Linked DNA regions of Triticum aestivum: region 2 is linked to region 1. Evidence: chromatin contacts called from public Hi-C data. All regions are on one chromosome and are shown on one strand. The core of a region is the stretch at or near the end of the contact, and the rest is flanking DNA. Distances in the headings are between cores, read along the strand shown. Region 1 holds the start of LOC123121651 (zinc-finger homeodomain protein 9). Region 2 has its middle 100 kb from the start of LOC123121652.

Evidence for each region. A called contact is a pair of places that touch in the nucleus more often than the background predicts.
Region 2: a contact with region 1 is called in a Hi-C map of leaf, with 6 times the contacts expected there. The contact joins the enhancer-like site here to the promoter of LOC123121651 in region 1. A contact is called at or near these places in 1 of 5 Hi-C or Micro-C datasets (leaf) and 1 of 1 datasets of contacts at active chromatin or transcription factors (leaf).

The regions. Positions count from the first base shown.
Region 1 is chr5D:345,202,901-345,209,067 of IWGSC CS RefSeq v2.1, forward strand. LOC123121651 (zinc-finger homeodomain protein 9) reads left to right here and starts at 3,642. Exons shown (of 1, transcript XM_044541667.1): 1 at 3,642-5,274. The coding sequence starts at 3,779. The coding sequence ends at 4,942.
Region 2 is chr5D:345,620,853-345,627,019 of IWGSC CS RefSeq v2.1, forward strand. No RefSeq gene overlaps it. Among protein-coding and RNA genes, the nearest start is that of LOC123121652, 100 kb to the right of the region's middle. Within about 2 kb of position 3,984, at least 1 of the 8 cell types and tissues checked has an H3K27ac peak or open chromatin away from gene starts, as enhancers often do. A contact at or near this core is called in leaf, where this site is marked.

The DNA.
Region 1 (6,167 bases), core at 2,392-4,891:
GTTACCTTGATCTTGGCATGAAGCTTCTTTGGCTTTGACGTAGAGTGGATTCTTTGGTCTCCTATGATTTTCATGGGTCCCCATAGTCACCGTCCTCGGTCCTCGCTATCTGTTGGCATGATCAAATCTCCACAGACAAGAGTGAGAGGACATACGCTTGGCCTCTCCGACAATAGCTTGGTGTGTTTAGTGCGTCGGGTCCGGTAGTTCTCTAAGGCGACGCAGTTTGATTTTTGTTCAGTAGTCTATGTCGCCTCTTTTTAGGTGTGGCGAGTCCTGTTTACATGCTTTTGTTTTATCTTTTGGCTTGCTTGTATGGGGTTCTGTCCATCGCCTTGTATCGTTTTGGTCATTTGGGCTTTATATATAATGTAGGGTGGAAGCCTATTATCAGTAGGACGCTTAGGTTTCTCAAGATGTATACATAAATCGTATCCATAAATGGTGATGCAGGAGGACACAAAGAGATGTACACTGGGAACTAGGGCTAGTTAGTTTCTAAATATGCAAATCAGGAGTGATGCAAGTGGAGATGGAGAGACATAGTTAGGATGCATTGGTTAGTTTCTAAAGATACAAATCAACAATTATAAAAACATATAGATCAAACATCGTGGTCAAGCAAAATTGATCGTCGTTGTGGTGTGATAATTTCTAATTAGTTTCTAAATATTTCGTCGTTATTGGATGACAAATAACTAGTATGCATTCTTTATTGATTCGCATCAATTTTAACAATATAAATAAAATTGTAACTAGTATGCATTCGTTAGCTTCTAAAGATAAGAATAAAAAATGATGCAATAGGAGATGGAGATATATGGTTAGGATGCATTGGTTAGATTCTAATTAAAGACACAAATCAGTGATGATGTGAGAGGAGATGGAGATGCGATTAGTTAGTCACTCACTAGTCACATGATTAATATTCTCCCATAGTGTTTCATTTTGACATTTGCTCTTAATGGTGACTTATTGCTCACTAATCGCATTCTTAATAGTATCCATGTAACCTAGTGTTATGATTTGTTGTTGCTTTGACACTATAATTGGTAGCAATTGATTAAAAAAAATAGATTCACATATTTCTTCATTATTGAATGACAAATGCGTAACCCAAATAAATGGTCAAGCAAAATAGATTGTCATTGTGGCGTGATATTTTTTTGAAGAGAGAGACTATTGTTTTATTTATATGGTTAATATGATTTTGAGGTTTTTCTTTGATTATCCAAAAAAATACATGACTATTGACTATCCAAGCATAAAGATGACGACTAAAACTCAGAGCACTTGCATTGTCGTTTCAAGTTCTTTTCTAGCGGAAGGCAACAAAATTATAGCTGACAAAAAAATCAACATGCCCTTTAAGTATCCCATGATTCATATGGCAACTCTAGTTCAATGTTCAAGAAAAAACTTATGATGCATCATGATTTTGAGATTTTCTAATTAAGTTGGTGACCAAATGTTTTATGACATGTCATGTGTTTCGGACTATGTTATGTCATCAGTCTACGACAGAGGATAAATATCGTTTAAACATTCCTTTACCATGTATTAGACAATACAAATGATATTTCAAATTCAAGATTAGTAAAAATTCCCATTGCATTTACATTATTATTATTTGATATGGCATGTCAAAAACATATTAGGCTAGGGTACATCTTGCGCATGCTTGATATTTATCATAGTTGGTGAGAATTAGTAAAAAAAAAAAATTTACATGTTCCGTATAAGAATATCAAGGGTTATAAGCAAAGTGTGACACTGCGGTTTGAGGTTTCTAAGAGCTAGATACATATGATTTATAGGTTTCTTGACTATCAAATGACACCACTGATTCTCAAGTTTGAAAGAATGTTCTACACATTTCTTGTGTGCCAAATTACACCGATAACAACCCAAATATAGGTTAATGATTCACAGGCATCTTGATTGTTTTACTAAACTGATGAAAACTATAATACTATCCTATTGTTTGCATGTTTGTAATGTTTGATGTTACCGAGAACAGCTCAATTCGGGATTTAAAGAAAAGTCCGCTTTGTTATGGAATCGAGATTTGCGATAAGCAATGATATTTTTTATGCTAGTTATTTCCACAATTGGTTGTTGTTTCTTGAAGTGGTGTATGAATTTTCTGGCTTAATCACATAGCTTAGATGGAGCATTAGGGGGCATTCGACATTGTGTTACTAGAGTTTACTATTGTTTATGGCAAATAATATTTTTGTTATGCGCTTAAGAATTATAGGCAAATATTGATGTTGTGCTTTTGAGGTCTTCAATCCTTGGATTGTTATCTGTGTACTATGGCTTTCAGATTTGCTATAGTTGGTAGAAGATAATAAAAATTGGTTTACAAGTTCATTGTACTCTCCAATGACACTAATGACACCTCAATCTTGAGTAATGGTTTATACATCTCTTGGTTGTATAATTATGTACATCAATAATAGCTCAAATGGCAGGTAACAATTTGCACGTTTCTTGATTCTATAATTACGTGATGACATCTCAAACCAGGGTAATGATTTACATGTTTCCTAATTATCTGATTACACTAGTGACAACTCAAATACAGGATAACTATTAACATATTTCTTCATTTTTTGTGACACAAGCGACATCTCAAATCCATGGCTAAGCAAAATTGACACCACTTATATGGTGTCGATTTTTTTTAGCAACTCTAAATGTGCTATGCTAAATTAGATGTATTGAAATTAGCTATGCTCGATAATAGATGCTTAAAATGGGTTTCATGTGTGTCTCACATGATCACCGAGTGTTGCGAAAACTGAATTATGTTATTGCAATTTGTTACGCGTTGTGGCAAATATATTATGTATATACACGTATCCGCTTGAGACTGACATAAGTGGCGGTGATAATTGACCCCCATGGTTCTATCCCAAAATCGATGCCTGTGTTTTGGGATTTACAATTGTTTGGTAAGAATGCATTATTTGTGTTATTATGGTTTTAACATTCGCTATTGCTCGTAACTTTTGGTGAGAACAGTTTACACGTTTTCTTACTTGATCACATAAGTAGCAACTTCAAATCAAAGGTTCAGGGGAGAAACCGCATTGTGTTTTCCAGATTAGTTGTGCCCAGTGATAATGTGCTTCCTCACGTTATTGCATGGTGATATTTGTGGTTGGTGAAAATCGTTAAACGTGGCTGACAGTGCATGCTTACTGCTAATTTTCACCTAATTAATAATGAAAACATGCATTGACAGCTCAAATTGTGTGACGAATGTACAACAGTGGTGTACACGCGTCGCGTCCATCCGTGTGATGATGATGCAAATTGACAGCGCAGAAAATCATGGAGGTCAAACAAAAACGGCCGGGTTTGGGTGGCGCCCGTCTTGATTGATCCTTTGATCAGCGGTCCATGTTTACTCCTGGGCGGTGACGGTGTGACGCGGGATACAGATGCACCTGCAACCGATTCAACACCGTGTGTCGTCATGATCTAATCTATCTATCTATCTACATATCTCTACGATCTTTGGGAAATTTCTCTTTTGTGTGCATATGCTCATCACTAATGGCATGGATTAATGGGGCTTCGTCTTTGAGCGTCGCCGTCGCCCTCCCTTTTTATACTCTTATCTCCTCGCCTTGGCCTCGCTTCACATCCTTACCTGTAGTTTTCCTCACTCCCTTGACCCCCGCCCGTCCCTAACTAAAGCCCACTAGCGGTAGTAATCCTTGTCAAGCCGGGTGACACCGCGGAGCGAGCGGAGGGAGAGCGGAGCATGGAGGCCATGGACGTCAAGTACCGGCCGGCCCTCTACCCCAACGGCTCCGTCAAGAAGCTCCGGCAGGCGGCGGCCGTGCAGCCGCCGGCGCCGCCGGCGGCGGTGGAGGCCGTGCCCACGTACAAGGAGTGCCTCAAGAACCACGCGGCGGCCATCGGCGCGCACGCCGTGGACGGCTGCGGCGAGTGGATGCCGGTGGTGGAGCTTAACACCGCCGACCCGGCCTCGTACAAGTGCGCGGCCTGCGGCTGCCACCGCAACTTCCACCGCCTCGTGATGGTGGAGGGGTCGCCGCCGCCCCCGCCCCCGCCCCCGCCGGCCCTGCTGCCGGCGCCGCCCATGCCCATGCCCATGCCGGCCACCGTGCTCCATGGCCTGCCGCAGCGCGGGCACGGGCAGGAGACGCCGGATGACCGGCTCCCGGGCGTCGACGGCGACGACTCTGACTCCGACTCGGATGGCTCCGAGTACGACGACGAGCGCTCCGTCTCCCCGCCCCAGCACCCTCCACCCGCGCACCTTCCGGCTCCGGTGGCGCAGCAGCCGCCGTCGTACATCTCTTCTGCGCCACACCCACACATGCTGCTCTCTCTCAACTCCAGCGCGCTGGGGGCGCCGCAGGGCCAGAGCAGGCTCCCCGCCCAGCTCTCGCCGGCGACGGCGCCGCCGCCCCACGGGATGATGCCGGCCAGGAAGCGATTCCGCACCAAGTTCACCGCGGAGCAGAAGCAGCGGATGCAGGAGCTGTCGGAGCGCCTGGGGTGGCGCCTCCAGAAGCGCGACGAGGGCGTGGTCGACGAGTGGTGCCGCGACATCGGCGTGAGCAAGGGCGTCTTCAAGGTCTGGATGCACAACAACAAGCACAACTACCTCGGCGGCCACAGCGCCCGCCGCAGCGCTTCAGCCGCGGCCTCCTCCGCCGCGACCACCCCCACCGCCCCTGCCGCCGGCGGGCCATTCCGTCTCGCCCCGGCCAGCCCCGCACCAGGAGCGCCATTCAACCCCTCCGCCAGCCACAGCTCCCCGGCCCCCACCGCCACCGGCTTCAACATGAACGGTACCGCCTCCTCAGCCTCCACCGCCACCACCACCGCCACGCCCACACCCATCTTCGCCGCCGGCCGTAAGCTGAACGGAGCCTCGTCGCCGCAGTCGGCGTGAGCTAAGGAGAGCAGAGGCAGAGAAGAAGGAGAGGGAAGGAGAAAGGCAAAGACATTTAGCTTTCATTTCAGTTATCATTGCATTACTTTTCTTTCTGTAGTTTGGATCGATCGTTGGTTCCACTAAGAAATTAACCCCAAGAAAGGGCGCCGTCTGATGTCTAGAAATCTAAGCTTTATCTGTTCTTGGGATCCGATGGAAGCTCGCGATTTAGGATTAATTAGATTATCTGATCTCAAAAGTGGCACCTTTCTTGGTCTGTTCTTGTCCCTGTAACTGTAAGTTGAGCATCCGCCCGTCCGTCCGTAATAGAAGAAGTTTATTTCCTAGTAGAATAGGCTTGTAGTATCATCTCATGCTCAATTGTGCGCTGTGAATTCATGATCGGAGGCAGCCCCTCTGCTTACAGTGGTACTTACTCCTGTTGTTCCATTAATCAATTGGCTTAGCCTGTACTTGCGCCTGCGCTTTCCTGCTAGGAGTAGAATAATGGTCCTTTTGCGAGGTTTCCCTAACCTAAACCCATCATTAGCAGCGCCATTTTTATAATGCCCGCCTTGCATGGATGCATCCCCACGAGCAGGAGCAGATAGATTAACGTGGGCCTAAACAAAAGCCAAGCTATAAGACATCACCTTTGCTGCGCTATCTATAGCAGTTAGCACCTTCCTCGCACGCTTGCCATCGCCAGCTACTCGGTATGGAAACGTAGGGAGGAGGAGTAGAATAGTCGTCGCTGCCCTCTCTCTCATCCACGCACAACACATTCTTGTCTCGTGTAATTCTCCTTCCATGTATGCTCCCTTTCGCTCTCTAGCGCGTAGCTCCTCCCGAACCCGTCCCATTTGGGGCGGCACCCCACCACCATCCCCACCATCCCAAAGGCCGGCCGGGAACTCCATCCACGCTACTACACGGCGGAAACAAAAAGCGCACGCAGAAGATAGCCATCAAGTCGGGCGATCGTGCGGTTAGGGGGGTGAGAGATGTGGGTTGGGGCCGGATCAGGGTAGGCATGCAGCCATGCAATTAGGCGGCAACCCTGCTTAGCGAAAGTGAATGGCATGGGGGCATGACAATATGGCATGCGGTAGTAGGACGCCGGCCCGTGTTACTGTTGCTCGTGACCCGACGGAATATGAGTGTGTGTGTGCGAGGGGATGCCTTTTGTCGCGCTGGCCGGGTTGAAAAGCTGATGGCGGCATTGACACTGAAAAGGCCCGCT
Region 2 (6,167 bases), core at 2,734-5,233, 420 kb after region 1:
TCTTCTTGTGGTCATGAGTAGAAGCTTCATCATTTCTCGAGCTGGATCTTGAAGACTTTCTGAAGCCTTTCTTCTTGGTGAATTTCTGGAACTTCTTCACAAGCATAGCAAGCTCCTTTCCAATGTCTTTAGGATCCCCAGAACTGCAGTCAGATTCTTCTTCAGATGAGGAAACAACCTTTGCCTTCAAAGCGCGAGTTCGGCCATAGTTGGGACCATAGATGTCTCTTTTCTCAGATAGCTGAAACTCATGTGTGTTGAGCCTCTCAAGTATGTCAGACGGATCGAGTGTCTTGAAGTCAGGGCGTTCTTGAATCATCAGGGCAAGGGTGTCAAACGAGCTGTCAAGTGATCTCAGGAGTGTCTTGACGATTTCATGCTTGGTGATCTCAGTGGCGCCGAGAGCATGAAGCTCATTTGTGATATCAGTGAGGCGATCAAACTGAGCTGGACATTCTCATTCTCATTTCTCTTGAAGCGGTTGAAGAGGTTGCGAAGGACACTGATCCTTTGATCTCTCTGGGTTGAGACGCCTTCGTTGACCATGGAGAGCCAGTCCCAAACTAGCTTCGACGTTTCCAAAGCACTCACATGACCATACCTTCCTTTGGTCAGATGACCACAGATGATGTTCTTGGCAGTAGAATCCAGTTGAACGAACTTCTTGACATCAGCAGGGGTGACACCTTCACCAGTCTTGGGAACACCGTTCTTGACGACATACCATAGATGGACATCACTGGCTTCAAGATGCATGCACATCTTATTCTTCCAGTAGGGGTAATCAGTGCCATCGAAGACAGGGCACGCAGCGGAGACTTTGATTATCCCTGTAGTCGACATAGCTAAAACTCCAGGTGGTTAAACCGAATCACACAGAACAAGGGAGTACCTTGCTCTGATACCAATTGAAAGTGCTAGTTATCGTCTAGAGGGGGGTGAATAGGCAATTTTTATGAAAGTCTTTAAAACATGGGAGTTTAGAAGACAAACGATAGAAATGAACCTATTGACATGCAGTGGAAGGTAGACTACACTAGACAAGCCATAGTCAAGCAAGTAATAAAGATAAAGCACGAAGACTATTAGCAACTAGGTAGTATGGATCAAGATGGAAGATAGTGTGAAGCCAAACAAAAATAGTCGTCACGCAGTGAAGTCAAACAGATAAGACAAGCAAGCAAAAGACTTCACGAAGACAAACTGTAAATAAGTAAAGGTAGAGATAGAACCAGTTGCTTGGTGAAGGCAAAGGATTTGTTGGACCAGTTCCAGTTGCTGTGACAACTGTACGTCTGGTTAGGGAGGCTGAGATTCAACTCAGAAGACCACGTCTTCACCTTATTCCCCTTGAGCTAAGGACACTTAGTCCTCGCCCAATCACTCTGGTAAGTCTTCAAGGTAGACTTCCAAACCTTCACAGACTTCGTTCACCGGTAATCCACAATGACTATTGGATGCTCAGAACGCGACGCCTAACCGGCTGGAGGATTCACAGTCCTCAAGTGTAACAAGTCTTCAGGTCACGCAGACAGAAAGACTTCAGTGATGCCTAACACTCTTTGGCTCTGGGTGTTTTGGGCTTTGTCCTCGCAAGGATCTCTCTCTCAAAGGCTTCGGAGGTGGGTTGCTCTCAAACGACAAAAGTCGTGCACTAACTCTGAGCAGCCACCAATTTATGGTGTAGGGGGTGGGCTATTTATAGCCACTAGGCAACCCGACCTGATTTGCCCGAAATGACCCTGGGTCATTAAGGAACTGACACGTGTTCCAACGGTCAGATTTCAAACACATGCGGCAGCTTAACTTGGGCTACAAGTAAAGCTGACCCATCCAGCTCTGGATAAGATTTGCTCTCATAGTCTTCGCTCGAAGACTTAGGATTTGGTTGAGCATCACTTCAGTCACTCTGACTTTGTTCACTTGGACCCCACTTAACAGTACGGTGGTTCCTATGACTCAACAAAGAAGAAAAGGAAACTACGAAACAACTATGTCTTCGCACTCCATAGTCTTCACGTGAATGTCTTCTCGAGTCATAATCTTCATTGTGAATATCTTCACATACCACCATTGTTTTCAATGTCTTCACACATTTTTATGGGTATCTCCGGTAGGTAAACCGAATCAATGAGAGACTACTACATGTGTTATCCTGCAATTCTCACAAACACATTAGTCCCTCAACAAGGTTTGTCGTCAATACTCCAAAACCAACTAGGGGTGGCACTAGATGCACTTACAATCTCCAGCTCGGCATTGAGCAGTCCGAGCGGGAGGCGGCGGCGGAGGCGGCAAGGATGGCCAAGGTCAAGCGCAAGCAGGACCGCAATGTCCGGCGCTTGTAGGGCTACAACGTCATCTCCGATTCCTCCTCCGATGACGGGTCCGACTCCGACAGCTCCGACATCGACACATCTCCTGCCGTGGGCGCCTACAGGAGTGCCGGCAACCAGAAGGGCAAAGGACCGCCAAGGAAGTGGTGAAGCTCCGCCCTCTCATATCTAGCTCGTAGTATCTAGTTAGCATTTGCCGGACAGTTTGAACAGTGTGAACTATGACCGATCTTTTGATGATGTTTATATGTGAATTTATGCTTGTTCGCCATCGGTTTAGAGTCCATTTTGCGCGTATGATGATCTACGTATTAGTACGTTCCATGATTTTATCTGTATATAGGATGTCGGATATGAGATACATGGCAAGGGTGTGTTTACAACGGTGCGCCATCGAGGGCTGTGCAACCGTAAGTTGACACCCTAGTAACAATTTTCTTCTTTTGATGTGACCCGAGTAACAAAAATTAGGTCAATTCCGTTGACATTTAACCATAGTACCATTTGGAACTATGGCCCCCCAGCCTTTCATGCAGCGCGCCTGCTGCCGCATTCACCTCGTGTCGTGCATCCATTGTGCTAGAATCTGACACCACACATGCTCATGTACTTGCCATCATGAAATCCATTTCCTGTCCTGTCCGCTCCAGCATGCAGCCCAAGGCTCATTGGCTATTCGCTACTGGATAACAGATTATCTAATTGCTTATTCTGGGATTATTGGTCTTTTTGTATTTTAGGTCGAACTTTGATCATAGATCTGACTAATAAGTTGTAAGTTATACTCCTTCCATCTCAAAATAAGTGTCTTAAACTTAATACTATTCCGTCCTGGTTTATAAGTCTTTTTTGTATTTTGTGCCAAATTTTGACTAGAGATTAACTAACAAAATATTAATGCATGTCATAGAAAATTATATAGTTGGATTCGTATTTAAACATAGTTTCTAATTGTACTATTTTTTATGACATGCATTAACATTTTGCTAGTTAAATTTAAGCTCAAAATTTAGCACACAATACAAAGGGGGCTAATAAACCAGGACGGAGGTAGTACAACTTTGAAATTAGTACAAAGTTGAGACACTTGTTTTGGGATGAAGGGAGTATGTCACAAAACTTATATTGTTGGATTCATATTTGAAAGAGGTTTTCAATGATACTTTTTAGGGTATATAACTTATTTTTGATAGTTAAATCAAAGGTTAAAGTTTGACCCAAGCTACAAGTAGGACTAATAATCCCAAGGCTCATTGGCTATTCGCTACTGGATAACAGATTATCTAATTGCTTATTCTGGGATTAGTGGTACTCTACACACGAAACAAACAACACTCCGTCACACTAATTTGAACGGTGACATGGTTGGTGATGGTAGCCGTTGGCGAGGCCATGACCATGACCATGGATGGCTTCTCCATTCCATGGAGTCCGTTGGAGTTCATTGAATGTTAATGCCGTGTCAGCGTAAGCCACCTCCCGAGCTACTGGTGGTAGACGGGACCTCATAAATCCTACCGCTTCGCTTTAGCCGATCCCAGTTCCTGGACGGGTTTTTGGTAGACCGGAGTACGGGCTAGCTTATTTTGGCGAGACAGCACTGACATGCGGGGCGTGGGCGGCAAGTGCAGCGATGGGGGCCATGTGCCGGTGGCTGTTGATCAACGTTCAACAGTAGCTACCTGTGTTCCTGAGGCGAGGAGGGTTGAATGAGAAATGAGAACACTGCATGCGTGGGAAGCGGCTAAACGGATCCAGGACGAAACGGCGTTTTGACTTTGAAATTTTCAATAAAGGCTACCACCATGATCGCCTCATCACCGATGTACGTAGCGCTGGTTTCCGTTAAAGCACCCTCTACTTTTTGACTCCCAAGCACCTAACATCTGTTCGGCACTGCTTAGTTCTAAACACATTTATCACGGTTTTACTTCTCGAAAAATAGTTTGTAGTAACACTCTCGAAAATAGTTTCTGGACATCTAAGACTGTCGCCGTAAGGCTAAAGATTTGGCAAAATAGTGTAAGCCTCTTGGAGCTAATTTTTAAATTAGTTAGCGGTCTCTTTAGCTAAGAACAAGCATGCTAATACTATATAAAATGGATCGGGTATAATGGTGGCTGGGTAATCATTGGGACACTGAGCGCCATCCACATGCTTGCTTGGAGCGTCATATGCATGGACCGTCGTGCACGCTGCCTTTATCATGGCAAGGCAACCCCCCTCAAAGCTCCAAACCTAAAAGCGCATCTAATCTAGTGATGGTGATGGGCCAGAGTGATGCTATGGCATCACCGATATCATCATTAGGTATTTAGTCTTTCACACTAACTCCATAGCAGGCTAGCTAGCATGCAGATCAAGAGCCGTGTCAGAAGATGCTTCCCTCCCGCAGAAGATTTTCCTTTGGTGTCTACTCGTATAATTGGATGGGTGGCGTACAAAATTTTCGATCTGTGTGACGACCAAATGGGAAAGAAAGACGGCCTTTAAATTATTATATCTGCCATGATTATCCTTACAAATTTATTTTTCATGACATGATATATCTCGTGAAATTATGTGGAACATACTCCTGTATGATTTGCTGGAGCGACTGACAGTATGATCCTGCTTGTAATTTACGCGCGAGTCGGAACCATCTCTTTGTCAATCAGTGGCTAGGGTAATACTAGGAGTATCTGTATCCATCGGGTATCTTGGAGAAAAGCCTGTGGTGGCACACTTGCTGTAGCTATCGCGTATTTCAGGGACATGTAATGCGTATGGTTTGCCCTATATAGTTTTCGTGCACATCTACTTGACTGCTACGCGCGCGCGCACACGACGTTGGGGGAAAGGGAAAGGGATATACATCTATAAATGTTACTCCCTCCATAGAGAAATATCAGAGCGTTTAGATCACTATATTTCTTTACAATTTACAAAGGAAGTACTACTGCTAATAATTATATAAAGCATATATTAAGTGAAAGACTTATGATATTCTCTTAAAAATATAAATAATTGGAGCCACTGAAATATTTAATTTTGGATGAGAAGTGCAACTAGCAGCAAAGTTTTCTCATTTGTGCATCACATGTTTAGGTGTCAACAAAGACAAAAGTACCGTAATAGAAACTTTTGTAGAGCCTAACCAGAGCAAGCTCCGGGGACTAGACGTGTGATCTTGATTTTGACCTTCGCTTAGTCCATTTTCTGCGCGTTATCATCTGACCCAACGGCTTACGTAAGGTCCTAGTTAGACATGCACTTTCTTCAAGATGAACAATTTTACTGGCCTTGCCATCTCTAGTGATGGTTAACATCAACGATCCTGATTAGGAAAACTGGCCAATGAACAGCAGAAAGGCTTATTGCAAAGTAGTACCATTATTTAGGGACACATGTTCTTTGCTCCAAGGCCATAACTGGTCAAAATTGGTGACCACTCAATAATCCACTGGTTTGTGGTTACTGGAAAACGATGTTAACATCCAAACTCTTGGACCTCACCCAATGGAGATAAGCCTAACTTTTCTTCCTTTGCATCAAAGCATAAGCCAAAATGCCTGCCGCTCTCGCCGTGGTAATTGTCCTAATCCTTACGTTGGATGGTCCCATTTTAACAATTGGAATCTTGACATACGCGTACAGTTAACAAAGTCTTCATCAGTATGGAAGTTCCTTTGCCGAAAGTAATTTTGGCAACTAGTTGGCACTAACTCGATTTATATTCCCTTTCCTTATTTATTATTCCTTTTCCAATTTTTATCTAGAAAATGTTAAATAAACCATGCATGTAATTCAGGCTTATTCATGTGCACGTGCTATCGAAATACATCAAGAAAT